Linked DNA regions of Mus musculus: all the other regions are linked to region 3. Evidence: chromatin contacts called from public Hi-C and HiChIP or PLAC-seq data. All regions are on one chromosome and are shown on one strand. Each heading gives the region's core, a stretch centred on a gene start, on an enhancer-like site or on the middle of the called end of the contact. The rest is flanking DNA. Distances are from core to core; before and after follow the strand shown.

Region 1 (4,442 bases), core at 670-3,169, 56 kb after region 3:
GTGGTGGACAGTTAGGGCAAAACCATTTTAAAACTCGAATGGTTCAATTCATGGTTATAAAGATAAGCATATCTATATGTTAACAGGTCTTTCTTGATGAAATTCAGCATTAACATTCAGGCTGACGTCACTAGGCAGTAGTGTCACACTCTGTTAGTCCCAGCGAGAAATTAACAGCTGGCATGTCTTTAATGCCAGCACTTGAGAGGCAGAGACAGGGGGATTTGAGTTCGAAGCCAGCCTGCTCTACAGAGTACCAGGGCTGCACAGAGAAGCCCTGTCTCGACCCCTGCATAACGATGGTAGTAAAGTAATAGTGGGTGTGACTCCCAATCAGCCACTCCCTTGGCCTCAGTCTATGGAGCACTCTCTGTCGGGAAGCACTACAGAAGCATTTGCTGAATATCTGTTTGCTGTCTCCCTACCCTCTATTCATAGTCCGTTTCTTTTGGTTAGCAATCCTTTCTTCTCTCTCCTTTAGGACAATAATCCTCTCTGGCACTGTCTGCCATCTTGATTGCTCAGGTCACTTGTCAACTTGAGCCAAGTGGCCCAAGGACCAAAAATGATGACAAAAAAATTGTCTCCATGGCTGTACCGAGGAGATGACTGGTAGTTTCTGTGACTAGCGCTGTTTCGGAGCTATCTTTTCTGATGTCTGACTTTAACCTTTCCTTAGTTCAATGACCTACTCATCCTGAAGACCTCTACTCCAACTGCATTTAAGGTCAGCCTTTGTTGCATAAAACTAAAATTCTCCACATGGTGCTTTTGAGTATTTTAAGTCACTTTGACATTATTTGCACACATTGGGAAGCTACAAATCTTTGTTTCCAGGGTGCAGATTATTTGAGGTGTGTATTTATTTGGCTTCATCTATAAAGAGGACCTGTGGTATTGGAAATATAAATGAAGAAAATACCAAATAAAAAAATAAATAAATAAAAAAGAAGAGACCCTTGGCTGGGCAGTGGTGGCACACGCCTTTAATCCCAGCACTTGGGAAGCAGAGGCAGGTGGATTTCTAAGTTCGAGGCCAGCTTGGTCTACAGAGTGAGTTCCAGGACAGCCAGGGATACACAGAGAAACCCTGTTTTGAAAAAACCAAAAACCAAAAAACCAAAAACCCTTGGGAGACTGGAGAGATGGCTCAGTGGTTGAGAGCACTGACTGTTTTTCCAAAGGTCCTGAGTTCAAATCCCAGCACCCACATGGTAGTTCATGTGTAAAGGGATCTAATGCCCTCTTCTGGTCTGTCTGGAAACAGCTACAGTATACTCATATAAATAAAATAAATCTTAAAAAAAAAGAGAGAGAGAGACCCTTGTATGTGCTTTTGTGACTTCAGGTGAGTAGTGTCATCCGTCAGATCTCAGCCTCTCATCTGAGGTCCCAGCTTGAGAGCCCGGTCCTCTCACCTTGGTCTCTTCCCCAGGGCTTTTGTGCCACAGGAGAATTCAGGGCTTCTCATTTCCAATGTCAAGTGAGATGGGCCCCAGTGGCCGAGCCAGCAAGTACCTAAGCACCAGGAGAGCCCAGTGCTGAGCAGGGGAGAAAGGAGGAAGCGAGTACAGGGCAGAATACTGTTTGAAAACCCAGGGTGGCCGCCCCAGCCTTCAGCACAGAGGTCTGACTGTCTCTTCAGTTTGTACTGCCACACCCAGTGTCTGACACAGAAGGCCGGGTTGCCGGGTGGGTGGTGAGTGGGTGGAGGTTGCCTACTTTCTGGGCAGCCTTGGGAGTTGAATAGACTCTTGCTATCTCATCAAATTCCATTTAAGATATGATAATACAACCAATCCACACTTGTAGCACAACACCCTGAACACACAGCAATAGTTTAGCAGAGGTAGTGTGAGAAGGCATGGGCAGTTTCAAGCCAGTATTTTTTTTTTCCCTCCTCCTTCTCCTCTGACTAGCTAATCCACTTTCCTTAACAGATGGGCATGGCTTATTGCAGACAAGAGGAGTGGTTTAAGGGCTTGTTGCGGGCCACTGAGGTCACTTTGACATACTCCAAAAATAAAGCTGTTACTGCTGCCTTGTTTTGTCAGTCAAGAAGTCTTGCTAGTAACTCCCTCAGACACAGTAGCCCAGCCTCTGGCTGGGAGCAGGACAGCTAGGCTGGGAAGTTGGTTTACTTTCTTACTCCTTGCTTTACTTTCTGTCTGCTGGAACGCCAGCCCTTTGGATCTTGATACCCTGGCTATTTAATCTCTTTTCCATCATGAGTCCCAAAACCAAACTCTGGGTCTGAGATATTATGACCGACAGTAGCTGGTTGCGGAAGGCTCAGTTCTCACGTACCCTGAGCATATGACTGGGGGTCGTTGGGAAGGTTCCTCTTCAGAACGCACACGCTCTGCGATCTCGGAAGGAATTGCCTCTAGTACCTCAGCTAATATTTTAATTTAGAGTTCCAGAAGAACAAAACTTCAACAGAGCTTGAACAAGTAAAAATGCTTTCACAAGAACCTGAAGGTGATGTCAGGTGAAAGAGCCAGGGGTGGTGTTGCCTGCAGATAATCCCAGAGCTGGGGCTGGGCTGGAGACGCGGCTCAGAGGCTGAGTGCCCTGGCTGCTCTTGCAGAGAACCAGGGTTTTATTGCTACCACTTGCACGGTGAGCCACACGCCTCTGTAATTTCAGTTCCTTGGGATCTGACACCTTCTTCTGGCTGCTGCAGGCAATGCATGCGCATGCACGGGTGCACAGACATGCATGCAGCCCCAAAGCCCATACATAAAATAGTAAAATAACTAAAACAACAAAACACACAAACCATCAGGAGGAGGAACAAAGACAGGTGGATCACTTGGCTTACTGGGCGGCCAATTGAGCCAAACTGGTAAACTGAGTCCAGGCCAGTGAGAGAATCTTTTTCACAAACAGGGTGGCTAGCACCCTAGGAATGGCATCTGATGACAGTCTCCAGCCTCCACACATATGCACACGTGCATTTGCACACACACACCACACAAGAACACGGAACACGTGCCCGCAGTTCAGAGGCTACCCTGGACAGTTATTTAGCTGCCCTGCTGAGTAGTATAATAAATATATTTTATGGGAGATGAGAATGGTAAGGCTGGAAACAGAAGACATATACTAGGTCATGGTTATAACTATACATGGACCTTTCTAGTCTCCTTTTCTCCCCTCCCTATTACCACCACCATACATTCTAACTAAATGCTACACACAGGCCTATTAGTCTATAGGAGGTTGACTCCACCTCCTAAGCAGTCTCAGTGGTTGTATCCAGAGATGAGAATCCCTACCTACCTGAGTTCTTGTCTGGCAGCCGGTTTATCCTCCACACAATGGAGTTGAAGGCGTGCTCATACTTGGCCGTTCCCAGAGTTACTCTCATGACGGGCTCGGAGCCAGAGGCACCGGCAGAACCAAAACTTGCCCCCCGGTTCACTTTGGCTTTCAAAGACTTTTCCCCTAGAACGCTGTCCCTGCGGAAGTTTTTCACCCACTCGCTGGGCACTGGGTAGCGGACCATTACGTTCTCACAGGGAACCTGAGTGAGAGGGTCGCGGTTAGAGGAGAAGCCGGGGGACATCCTCAGCCAGCTCTGCACCTCTACTTCCGCCCCGTTAATGCTCGCTGCGGTCCTGAGTGTGAAGGGCAAGGTCTTCTCGGCAAATACGGTCCTAAACCTCATGAGCTCAAACCGGCATGCGTCCAAAGGGTTGAACAGAATAACCCGGGAACTGTTAAACACGTCCTCGTCCACGCACCCGTGGAAACGGCACTCGTGGAGCTTGATCCACTTGGTGGTGGTGGTGGGCATGATGTCCTGCCGGGAAACGATTTCGTTCCCTTTGATGAGGATGTCATTGAGGCCCAAGCGGCACTCGGCGAGCCCAGAGAGGAAACTCAGTATGTGGATCCGTGTCAAGACATGATGCTGTAAGATCTGGTTGTCTCCCTTGCCCACTGTGCCAGAGAACTCGTCTCGGACGTCCACCGTGATCTCCTCTTCGAGGTAGTTTAAGCCGACTGTGCTCAGGTCCATGGACAGCACTGGTAAATCCATGAGACGGTCCTGAACCGCATGGATGAAGCTCCGGAAGTCGTCGTAGTTGGTGGTGCCCAGTTTAATTACCTGTTCCCGTTCCGCTGCGTGGGCCACAGCAGGTTTGGGCTGGTATTTCTTCTTCTCCTTGTAAGTGACCCGGTCTATCCTCAAGCTGTGGATCCTCCCGTTCTCGTCATAGTTTTGGAGCCGGGGCTCCGACACCTCGTGGCAGATCTCCAGCTTGAATTCCCGGAATGGCTTTTCTAAGCCTTGCTCGTAATACAGCTGCAGGTAACCGCTGGCTGTCAGTTTGATGTAGATTGGTCCCCAGTGCCTAGAGGACATGATGTTTTTCTTCTCGGGGATTCGCAGCATCATTGGCCACCCGTCCCTGGGCTGAGAGAGCGCTGAG
Region 2 (4,462 bases), core at 1,026-3,525, 38 kb before region 3:
TTCCAGGACCCGTGTGACAAGGCTGGTACCCTGCTCCTACAACTCTAGCACTGGTGTGAGTCGCAGGGGGCCAAGGAGTGATGACAGACTGGCAGATCCTTGAAACTCACTGGCCAGACAGCCTAGCCTAATCAATGAGCTTCATGTTTTCAAGCTTCGTGCTTTTAAAACACTCTCAAAAACAATACATTGGGGGGGGGGGTGCATGGGGGGGATAAAGAACACTTATTTCTCTTGTACAGGACCTAGGTTTGATTCCCAGCACCCACAGATGGCTCATAACCTTCTGTAACTCTAGTTCTAGGACACTCAACATCCTCTCTGGCCTTTCTGAGCACTGTGCATATGTGGTGCACAGACATTCATGCAGACAAAACACCATGCACATTTAAAAAAATGTTTAAGTGACTTAAGTTACTACCTTCATTATTTTAAAATGTGCTACCCAGTATTAAATATATTCATATGGTTTCAAAACTACCTCCAAAGCATTTTTTTCACTTTGCAAAGCTGAAACCATATATATATTAAGCATTTCTTCACTCCCCAGCTCTTGGTGTCTGCCATTCCATTATTTCTAAGAACTTCACTACTTTAGATTCACATGGGCTCACACACTACCTCTCTTTGGGGGATTGCCTAATCATTTATATAAACATAAGAAAACAGGCACACCATTGCATACACTAGCAAGATTTTGCTGAAAGGACCCAGATATAGCTGTCTCTTGTGAGACTGCCGGGGCCTAGCAAACACAGAAGTGGATGCTCACAGTCAGCTATTGGATGGATCACAGGGCCCCCAATGGAGGAGCTAGAGAAAGTACCCAAGGAGCTAAAGGGAACTGCAACCCTATAGGTGGAACAACATTATGAACTAACCAGTACCCCGGAGCTCTTGACTCTAGCTGCATATGTATCAAAAGATGGCCTAGTCGGCCATCACTGGAAAGAGAGGCCCATTGGACTTGCAAACTTTGTATGCCCCAGTACAAGGGAACACCAGGGCCAAAAAGGGGGAGTGGGTGGGTAGGGGAGTGGGGGGGGGGGGTGGTGGGTATGGGGGACTTTTGGGGTAGCATTGGAAATGTAAATGAGGAAAACACCTAATAAAATTTTTTTAAAAAAAGATAAAAAAAAAAAACAGGCAACATAAGGAAGATTAAAACTCATCACTGATGCATTGAACATCACTGAGTTGAATATATAAAACTGGTTAGGATAACTATTTTATGTTGGCTTAACACATTAAAAACTATCTAAGCCCTCAGCACTCTTGCAACAAGCACTTAGGAGCTGCTTTATCTAAAAGCACCGACTCCTCGCTTGAGCCCAAGAGGTAATGAGAAAGCAGTAGAAGGTGCTGGCTCTAGAGAGTTCAGTTGGTAGTGTCTGCCTAGCATGCACAAGGCTCAGGGTCTGTGCCCTAACACCACAAAACCAGATATGATGCTACACATCTTTAATCCCTTGAGAGGTAAAGGCAGGAGGATCAGAAGTTCAGGGTTATCCTTGGCTATGTAGCAAGTTTGAGGCCAGCCTGAACTACTTGAAAACTCTCTCTCTCTTTCAATCTTTCTCTCTCTGTCTGTCTCTCTGTCTCTCTCTCTACACACACACACACACCCCTATGTCTGTTGTTCTGGGAGTCAGTCTCCTGCATTTCACATTGCCATGACAATCACTAGGGACTATCAATCAACCTAACCCATCTTCCCCGGTTCTAAATCTGCGGACACCTTGGATTCTAGAAACGGTAACCCTTCAGTACTATCCACCTCGAAGCCGAGAATGCTGAAGACTGTGCTGAAGAAGCCACACCCTGGAGCAGGAGCATTACCTTGTTGGGAACCAGACTGGCACGTAGCAGAGACAGCATTCAGCTTCCAATCGCCTGGTAAGTGCCAGGATGACAACCAGAACACACCTTGACCAACCCCCCCCACACACACACACACACAAAACTTTCACCCCTTGCCTCAGTTCTCTATTTAAATAGAAGGCTCATGTCAGGGCAATCACTGGATCTCTGCATTTGTCTTCCCAACACCGCCATGCACTGCTTTTTACCATGGCTGGTTATTAATTGGGGTACTAGGCCAGGTGGCTGAGCCTAGCACGCTGAAGCTGCCAAATTGCTCTATTACACTGCGACTAAACCAGTGGGAACAAGTAATTATTTCTTATTTAGAGTTATTCATAGGCGTGAATAATAAAAAGCACACAGAGTTTAACCGGCCCTTTTATCGTGCTCCGAATACACTATCCTCCCCTTGTCTGCTCACAAGACAGACCACGCCCCGCACCCCTGCACAGCCCTGCTGCTACACATGCCAAGTGAGACAGGATTTCACAGCTTGCCTTGGCAGCAATCCAGGCAGCAGGAGCGCCCACACGCACACATATTTGACTTTGAAGACTGGGGTGTTTATCTTCGTTTGTTAGAGCTGTTTAATCACAAGATAATATGAACTGGAAGACTAACAAACAAGTAACCAATCGTCACTGTTCTGGAAGCCGGGACGCCCGTGTAAGATCCTGGCACGCCCAGCATCTTTCAAGAGACCGTGCTTGGCTTCCATCTCACACAAGAGAGGTTAGCTAACTGTGGAGTACCATGTAGCCTCGCACTCATCCTGGAGTTATCAGGAACCTGGTGTCTTTATCTCAGAGTCCCAACTTCACATGTGATTGCTGTGAGGACTGGGATTTCAATATATGAATTTGAGAAGAGACACAAGACTTTCAGAACGTAGCACTAACCTAAAAATGTGCTACACACTGCTTTACGACCGGGCCACTTTAATTGCAACAGGACACGCTCAAATATTAGTTGAACATAGACAAATCTACGTTCTTTGATTCATCTGCAATCATATAAATAACATAAAAAAACATTTTAAAAAAGTATAATAAGTTTTATGTGAACTCAACACAGTATCTTCCCTTTGGGAAAACAAAATAAATACTTCCCTCACCCAAAAACCCCTTTTCCTTTAATTTCATTTTATTTATTTATATTTTTATTTTTTTTGGTTTTTCGAGACAGGGTTTCTCTGGTAGCCCTGGCTTTCCTGGAACTCACTCTATAGACCAGGCTGGCCTCGAACTCAGAAATCCGCCTGCCTCTGCCTCCTTTCCAACTTTGAAATCTCTTTTCATGAGACAAGCCCTCTCCCACTCTCCCACTGGTACCAAGATTCAGCCTTTTTTCTCTCCCAGCAGGGGGCTCAAGGAAATTCTAATTCTGTGGAGGACTACTGCTTCAATAATCTGATAACCAAAGGAGGAGGCAGACACATCCGTCTTTAGAATATCTTCCCTCTTATCAAGACAGTTAAAAAATTATCTACTCACCTCAATCAATAGAAACCAGGTAGACAAAAGGAGGAATTATGCCCAAGTCCAGCTTGGTGACATCGCCAATCAACCAGCTTCCTTACAGAAGCACAGAGCACTCAGGCAGGCAGCTGCATCACCGAAGTCTCAACACCCAATTAACCTTCAACCTCCCCTAAGTTCTCACCCCTACACTAAGACTACCTTAGTGGCAGGATGACCTGCAGCCGAGGCAGGGGTCGTGATGACTTCAATGGGGGGGGGGGTATCCTCACCCTGTCACTCCCACAAAGAAATGTCTTACACGCGTTCTCGCGACCGGCCAGGAAGAACGCAGCAAACCAGAATCTTCTGCGGCAAAACTTTATTGCTTACATCTTCAGGAGCAAGAGTGCAAGAGAGCAAGAGAGCAAGAGAGCAAGAGAGAGAAAAGGAACAAGAACAAGAAAGCAAGAGAGAGAGAACAAGAAAGCAAGAGAGCAAGAGAGAGAATGGCGAAACCCCGTCCCTTTTTAAGGAGAATTATCCTCCGCCTAGGACGTATTACTCCCTGATTGGCTGCAGCCCATCGGCCCAGTTGTCAGCACGAGAAAGGCAGAACACATGGCGGGAAAACTGCCCCTGCACGTGTGCAGATTATGTTTACCACTTAGAACACAGCTGTCAGCGCCATCTTATAATGGCAAATGTGAGGGCGGCTCCCAACAGAAATGGTTTCATTACCAACACCTTAGAACCCTGTCAGTGGGCATTGTTCTCCTTCTGTTCTGTGACTGCCATCCAATGCCTTCTGTGAGTCATCCTGGCAGTTTGGGTTCTAGATGACAGACATGTGAAGCAAATGGCTAAACTATATACACTGGGCGTTTTTATTTACTCCCGTGTTTATTGAAAGACATGAAGATAGTGAAGAATACAGAAAAGAAAACCCAGCAGGCTGCAGGGCCACAGCCTCATGCTAACAGGACAGCCTAAGATGGAAAGCGTTTGTTCCCATAAACTGAGTCAAAGAAGGGCTATCTCATTTCTACTAGGCCTGCCTGCCTTGCCCCCACTGCCCTGTAGCTATGGCATTCCTACTATTCTTTCTGTTTCACACACATATACAGAACTTTGATCATATT
Region 3 (4,699 bases), core at 1,428-3,927:
TCTGGAGGCAAAGACAGGAGGATATCAGAGTTCCAGGCCAGCCTGATCAATATACTGAGACACTGTAAACTAAATTTGACAATGACAGAAAACTGTAAGGCTGGGCAAAGTAGTTCATAAACCAAAGTTCTTTATGCACAGTCAACACAAATTCCAGTAATTTCCTTGATGGTGACCAAAATGTCTACCATCATGATTAATAACAGTTCATGGTCACTCCTGGTTCCTACTAGCCCTGCTTGATTTAACGCCTGTCCCATCTCACAGCCTTTCCAGGTCTTAGATGTTGGGGAACTTTTTGTTCACAAGTCGTCTCCTGGTCATACCCAGCAGTCTTATCAGCGTTTGATTATACAAAAGCTACCTTGGTTTTTTTCCCTGTCCTGGTCTACCTTCAGGCTACACCACTAAACTCTATACTGGCCATGTAATTTTAAATTAGTAGGATCAATTTCCAGCAAACCAGATGTTTTAATGTTTCTGAAATCAGTTACCCTAAAACCCTTTCCTTGGAGAGTCCAACACTTGAAGCAGGCAATGCCCTTCTCTGCTACTATGTAATTAATCATTCAGCAACCAGCCTACAACTTAACCCATTCAGAAGCGCCGTTGTTGAAGGAAAAAGGGAAATGCTAAATTCTAAACTTCACTGCAGCAGGCTTTTGTCTTTATGGCATACAAGGTCATTTAGATCTGTCCTTTTAAAACAGTATTCCAAACTCTGAAACTGGCGAATTAGAGACTGCATGTAGCATTAGCAAGTGATTAATAAAGGTTCCTTTTAGAAGATGCTAATTTTTAGGCACAATATTAGGTCACCTAGGTGGATTTTTATACTAGATACCATGCTAGCCACTGGTAAAATTAAAACCACCACTTAATCTTTAATTCTTAAAGCTCAGTTTAGGCTGTGCCTCTACACACACATCAAGCAATAGATTGTGAGCACAGATCTCACAGGGGAGAGTCAGTCACTATTTCTTTGAAAAGCTTCATGCCTTGGGTATTAAGAACACACCACCAAACTCAAGTCCTCCTCCGGAAACATTTAATGTACAACGCATTTTTTTTTTAAGCCGAGAATGTTGACCGTATCTCCTCCAAGGGGGCGGGTGGGGGGGAGGAAATCATTTTATCTGATCTAAAACGATTTAAAATGAAACTCTTATAAAGGGAAGGGAGAAAGAACAAAACGAGGCTGCAATTCTGGCCTACTTCCCACTACAAACAAAGGCAGTACACTCTAGCGGCCACAGCAAAACACTCGGGTCCGTGACAACAGCCTCCCGGCTCCGGAGCGAAATCTCGGCGTGAAAGGAGCCTAGAAATAAAATGAGCTCCGCACGCCGGCTCCTCTCGCCTCGGGAGCACGCACCTCCCAGCCCCGCGCTCAGCAGCTCTCACTATTTAAAGCCGGATCTGGTGTTTAAATGGAGAGGCGGTGACGTAGGCCTGAAAAGCACCTTCCCATCCTGGCAGAGTCTATATTAGAGAGCGGCAATGGCTCTATATAAACAGGGCAGCCAAAGGGAGGAGGACCACAAGGCGCAGGCACTGAAAAGCAGGGTAAGCGGCCGCAGCCATGATGGATCGACCCGAGTCGCCAACGGTATAGTGTCGGGCAGCCGCAGGCTGCTCTGCGGCGTTTGGGACCGGGCAAAATGAAAAAAAAAAATTTTTTTTAAAAATAAACAAACAAAAAAACAAATATTGTGCTTTATTGTCATAAAAAGAAATCAAGAGATGGGGTGGCCTAGTGATCACATTGCGTTGGTGACTCTTTTAAAAGGTTATTTTTATGTGACTGCTTTTTGCAAACCTACGTGATCGCAAGTAACCAAAAAAAAATTTTTTTTTGCTCCTTTTTAAAAAAGGGAGCAACGGGAAGAAGTAGGCAAATCTCGAGGCGAAAGCGGGGACTCTTGGGCCATTCATGTAGGCTTTGTTTGTTCTGGTGCTTAGGCTAGTCGAAGATACCGCGGGGGTTTTGCTTCCCCTTCGCCATTTTACCCACTGGGGAGGAACCGAGATAAGTGCTTTCCAACCTTCATAATTTTTTTGTCTTTTTTTTTTTCTTTCTTTCTTTCCTTTCGGAGGATTAGTAAAATCGGCCCCAAAGGAGGCTCTCCCAAAGCACCACCTCCGGAGAGCCCCCGAAGGCACGCCCGGCCTCGGCGGTATCCGAGAGGCTTCCCCAGACGCGGGGCTCGACCCGCAGCCGCTCGCTCGGGGACTGGCCGGGTCCGGGTCCCCGCGTGGGGCCATCGCCCGCCCGTCCGCGCCCCGGGGTCGGCAAGCCAGGGCCCCAACGGCCTGCGTGGCCCGCCCCGCGGCGCTCCCGGCCCCCGCCGCCCTCCTCCCGCCAGTCCTCGGCGTCCCCCCCGCCCGGCCAGGCCCGCGGCGGGCAGCGGCGGCGGTGGAGGGCGGAGGGGACCCGGTCGGGAGCGCCGCCTCGCCCGGGCCCGCCCCCGCCCGCCCGCCCGTCCGTCCGTCCGTCCCAGCCAGCCGTTGCCTGCCGCCGGAACCTTCGCAGCCCCCGCCGGCCACCGCACCACGTCCTTACCACGGTGTTTGTGTTTGCCGAGTTCGCCATTTCCACACACAACACAAACAAGAGGGAACGAGATAGAAAGAAAGGAAAAAAAAATTTAAAAAAAAAAAAAAAAAGAAAAAAAAAAAAAAACAACTGAGACCCGGAGGGTGACCCAAGTCACCCGCCAAGAGTGGGGCAAAAAAAAAAAAATCTCTCAACAAAACCGATCCAGAAGGAGTAAGAGGCGGGAGAGCAGGAGGAGGGGGGCACTCCTCCCGCAGCTAAAAACCTCGAGAATCGCCTAAAGAAAAAAGAAAAAATGGGGGAAAAAATTAGCCACGACCCCTTAGGGGGTTAGGGGGCGTCACCCGCTCCCCACTCGGCGCCGAGGAGGGAAACCAACACCGGTCACCGCTCCCCGCGCCACCGCTGCCGCCACCGGCTGCAGCTCCAGCCGTCCGGTCCGCCTGCTTCTCCCCTTTATATAGCGAGCCAACGAGCTGCGCGAGCCGCCGCCGCCGCCGCCGCCGAGAGACAGGGCGGAGGGAGGGAGGGGCGGAAAGGGCGGGGGCAGCGGGGGGCGGGGCCGAGCGCGAGACACCGCGAGAACCGCGTGCGCACGCGCGCCCGGGGCGTCGCCAGGTTTCTTTTCCCCCCCCTCCCCCCCGCCCCGGCTGGGTGGCCGGGTGGGCGGGGCCGCGGGCCTGGAGTAAAGAAGGCGCGCGCCGCGGCCTTTTCCCCACCCCCCTATGGCTCGCGCGATCACGTGGTCCGCACCCTGGCGGAAGCGGTCCGTGGCGGTGGTGGTGGCGACCGGTTGGACCGGGAGGCGTCCTCCGGAGGAGGCTGGGGTATTGAGGGAAGCCAGCGATCAAGGGTACCTAGCGCTGCGTCGGGTGGACGCGCAGCCGCTCCGGTGGAGCGGAGGAGTGGGAGTAGCCGCCGAAGCGATAGGCTTCCCCGGAGGATGGCTGCGGAGGGACGGCGGGTCACGTGGCGCGGCTTCCGGCTCCCGCGCGCTGGGGCTTGGGACAGTTTTTAAATGCGGAGTCATCTTTTGATTCGTGAGCTTAGGTCGGATGAGGAGGAAGTTCGCGCCTCTTGCAAAGGACAGACCTCGTGAAGTTGTGTATAAGTCCAAAGGCTAGGAAAGCTTTGTTCTCCCTCTGTCTACTTTACAGAATTAGGGACGCCTGTAGGTGTTTCCAGCCGTTTGTCTGTACAAAATTAAACTATTAGGTGGTTTGGCTAAAATGCCCCAAAGAGTCAGCCTCTACCAACTCAAAAGTACTTTAGATGACTTCTTAGGGTGGTAGAAATGACGAAAAAAGAAAAGGAACTCGGATACAACTACTACATATTTGACTCCCTGACATACATTACTGCTCTGTTTTTAATGTTACCAGAGTGCTGTGATTTGCACACTGGCCAGCACACAGTGACTAACCACATCTGAAACCCATGCCGTTGACTCATCAACTTGCCTGGCCTGTCCCAAGAGATCAGGCAGAGTCTGTTGGTATCTTGGAGTGCAATTCATCGGGAGTTTGACCTGGGACGTGCAAGCAAATTCTGCCTTTGTATCAATATTTTACGGAACAGATTCCTGTTTGGTAGGCAGAATTTAACAACTGCCACTTTCCCTGGTCCTAGGAATATGGGGACAAAATGTAATGTGGACGTGGGCATTTTATGTTCAAAAAGCAATCAGACAATGTCATTCTATGCCAGTGAAGCCAGATAAGTGAAATATCAAAGACTAGAAGAGCATGGAAAGACTACAGATTGTTTCCTATGACCTCAGGGAAGGGGATTAGCGAAGACTGGGACCATGCATACTAAGAAGCTGGACATAAACCTTCTCTTGAGAGAATTTTTTTTTCACCTCAGGGTTTCTCTGGCTTTCCTGTAACTCAGAGAACTGCCTGCCTCTACTTTCCCAGTGCTGGGATCAAAGGCATGCCACCACACTTGACTCTAGGATTTCTTCAACATTAGCTCCATTCTCTCCTTTAATTTCTTTTTTTTTTTTTTTCTTTTTCTCTTTTTTTGTTTGTTTGAGACAGGGTCTACAAGTTCCAGGACTACACAGAATCCTTGTAGTCCTAGCTGGCCTTGAACTCACAGAGATCCACCTTCCTCTGCTCTTTGAGTGCTGGCATTAAA

The links. Hi-C and Micro-C count contacts between places; a contact is called where the count stands out from the background. HiChIP or PLAC-seq counts read pairs in DNA pulled down with a chosen protein or histone mark.
Region 1: a contact with region 3 is called in an H3K27ac HiChIP or PLAC-seq map of extraembryonic endoderm stem cells. The contact joins the enhancer-like site here to the promoter of Gtf2a1 in region 3. A contact is called at or near these places in 3 of 39 promoter capture datasets (liver, macrophages and pre-B cells), 1 of 15 datasets of contacts at CTCF or cohesin (the NIH/3T3 cell line), 12 of 484 Hi-C or Micro-C datasets (embryonic fibroblasts, embryonic stem cells, granulosa cells and 6 more), 10 of 115 datasets of contacts at active chromatin or transcription factors (the SCID.adh cell line, bone marrow-derived dendritic cells, bone marrow-derived macrophages and 5 more) and 3 of 9 other capture datasets (adipose tissue, liver and pancreatic islet).
Region 2: a Hi-C map of muscle stem cells shows a contact between it and region 3, with 1.8 times the contacts expected there. The contact joins the enhancer-like site here to the promoter of Gtf2a1 in region 3. A contact is called at or near these places in 2 of 39 promoter capture datasets (the HPC-7 cell line and macrophages), 1 of 15 datasets of contacts at CTCF or cohesin (the NIH/3T3 cell line), 6 of 484 Hi-C or Micro-C datasets (CD4 T cells, the G1E-ER4 cell line, the HPC-7 cell line and 3 more), 8 of 115 datasets of contacts at active chromatin or transcription factors (the SCID.adh cell line, bone marrow-derived macrophages, embryonic fibroblasts and 3 more) and 2 of 9 other capture datasets (adipose tissue and pancreatic islet).

Annotation. Positions count from the first base shown.
Region 1 is chr12:91,643,947-91,648,388 of GRCm38.p6, forward strand. Ston2 (stonin 2) reads right to left here. Exons shown (of 7, transcript NM_175367.6): 5 at 3,286-4,442. Among named protein-coding and RNA genes, the nearest start is that of Gm16876, 36 kb to the right of the region's middle. Within about 2 kb of position 1,920, at least 32 of the 459 cell types and tissues checked have an H3K27ac peak or open chromatin away from gene starts, as enhancers often do. A contact at or near this core is called in bone marrow-derived dendritic cells, extraembryonic endoderm stem cells, granulosa cells and 2 more, where this site is marked.
Region 2 is chr12:91,549,871-91,554,332 of GRCm38.p6, forward strand. No RefSeq gene overlaps it. Among named protein-coding and RNA genes, the nearest start is that of Gm40541, 15 kb to the left of the region's middle. Within about 2 kb of position 2,276, at least 73 of the 459 cell types and tissues checked have an H3K27ac peak or open chromatin away from gene starts, as enhancers often do. A contact at or near this core is called in muscle stem cells, where this site is marked.
Region 3 is chr12:91,586,972-91,591,670 of GRCm38.p6, forward strand. Gtf2a1 (general transcription factor II A, 1) reads right to left here and starts at 2,678. Exons shown (of 9, transcript NM_031391.2): 1 at 2,564-2,678. The coding sequence starts at 2,593.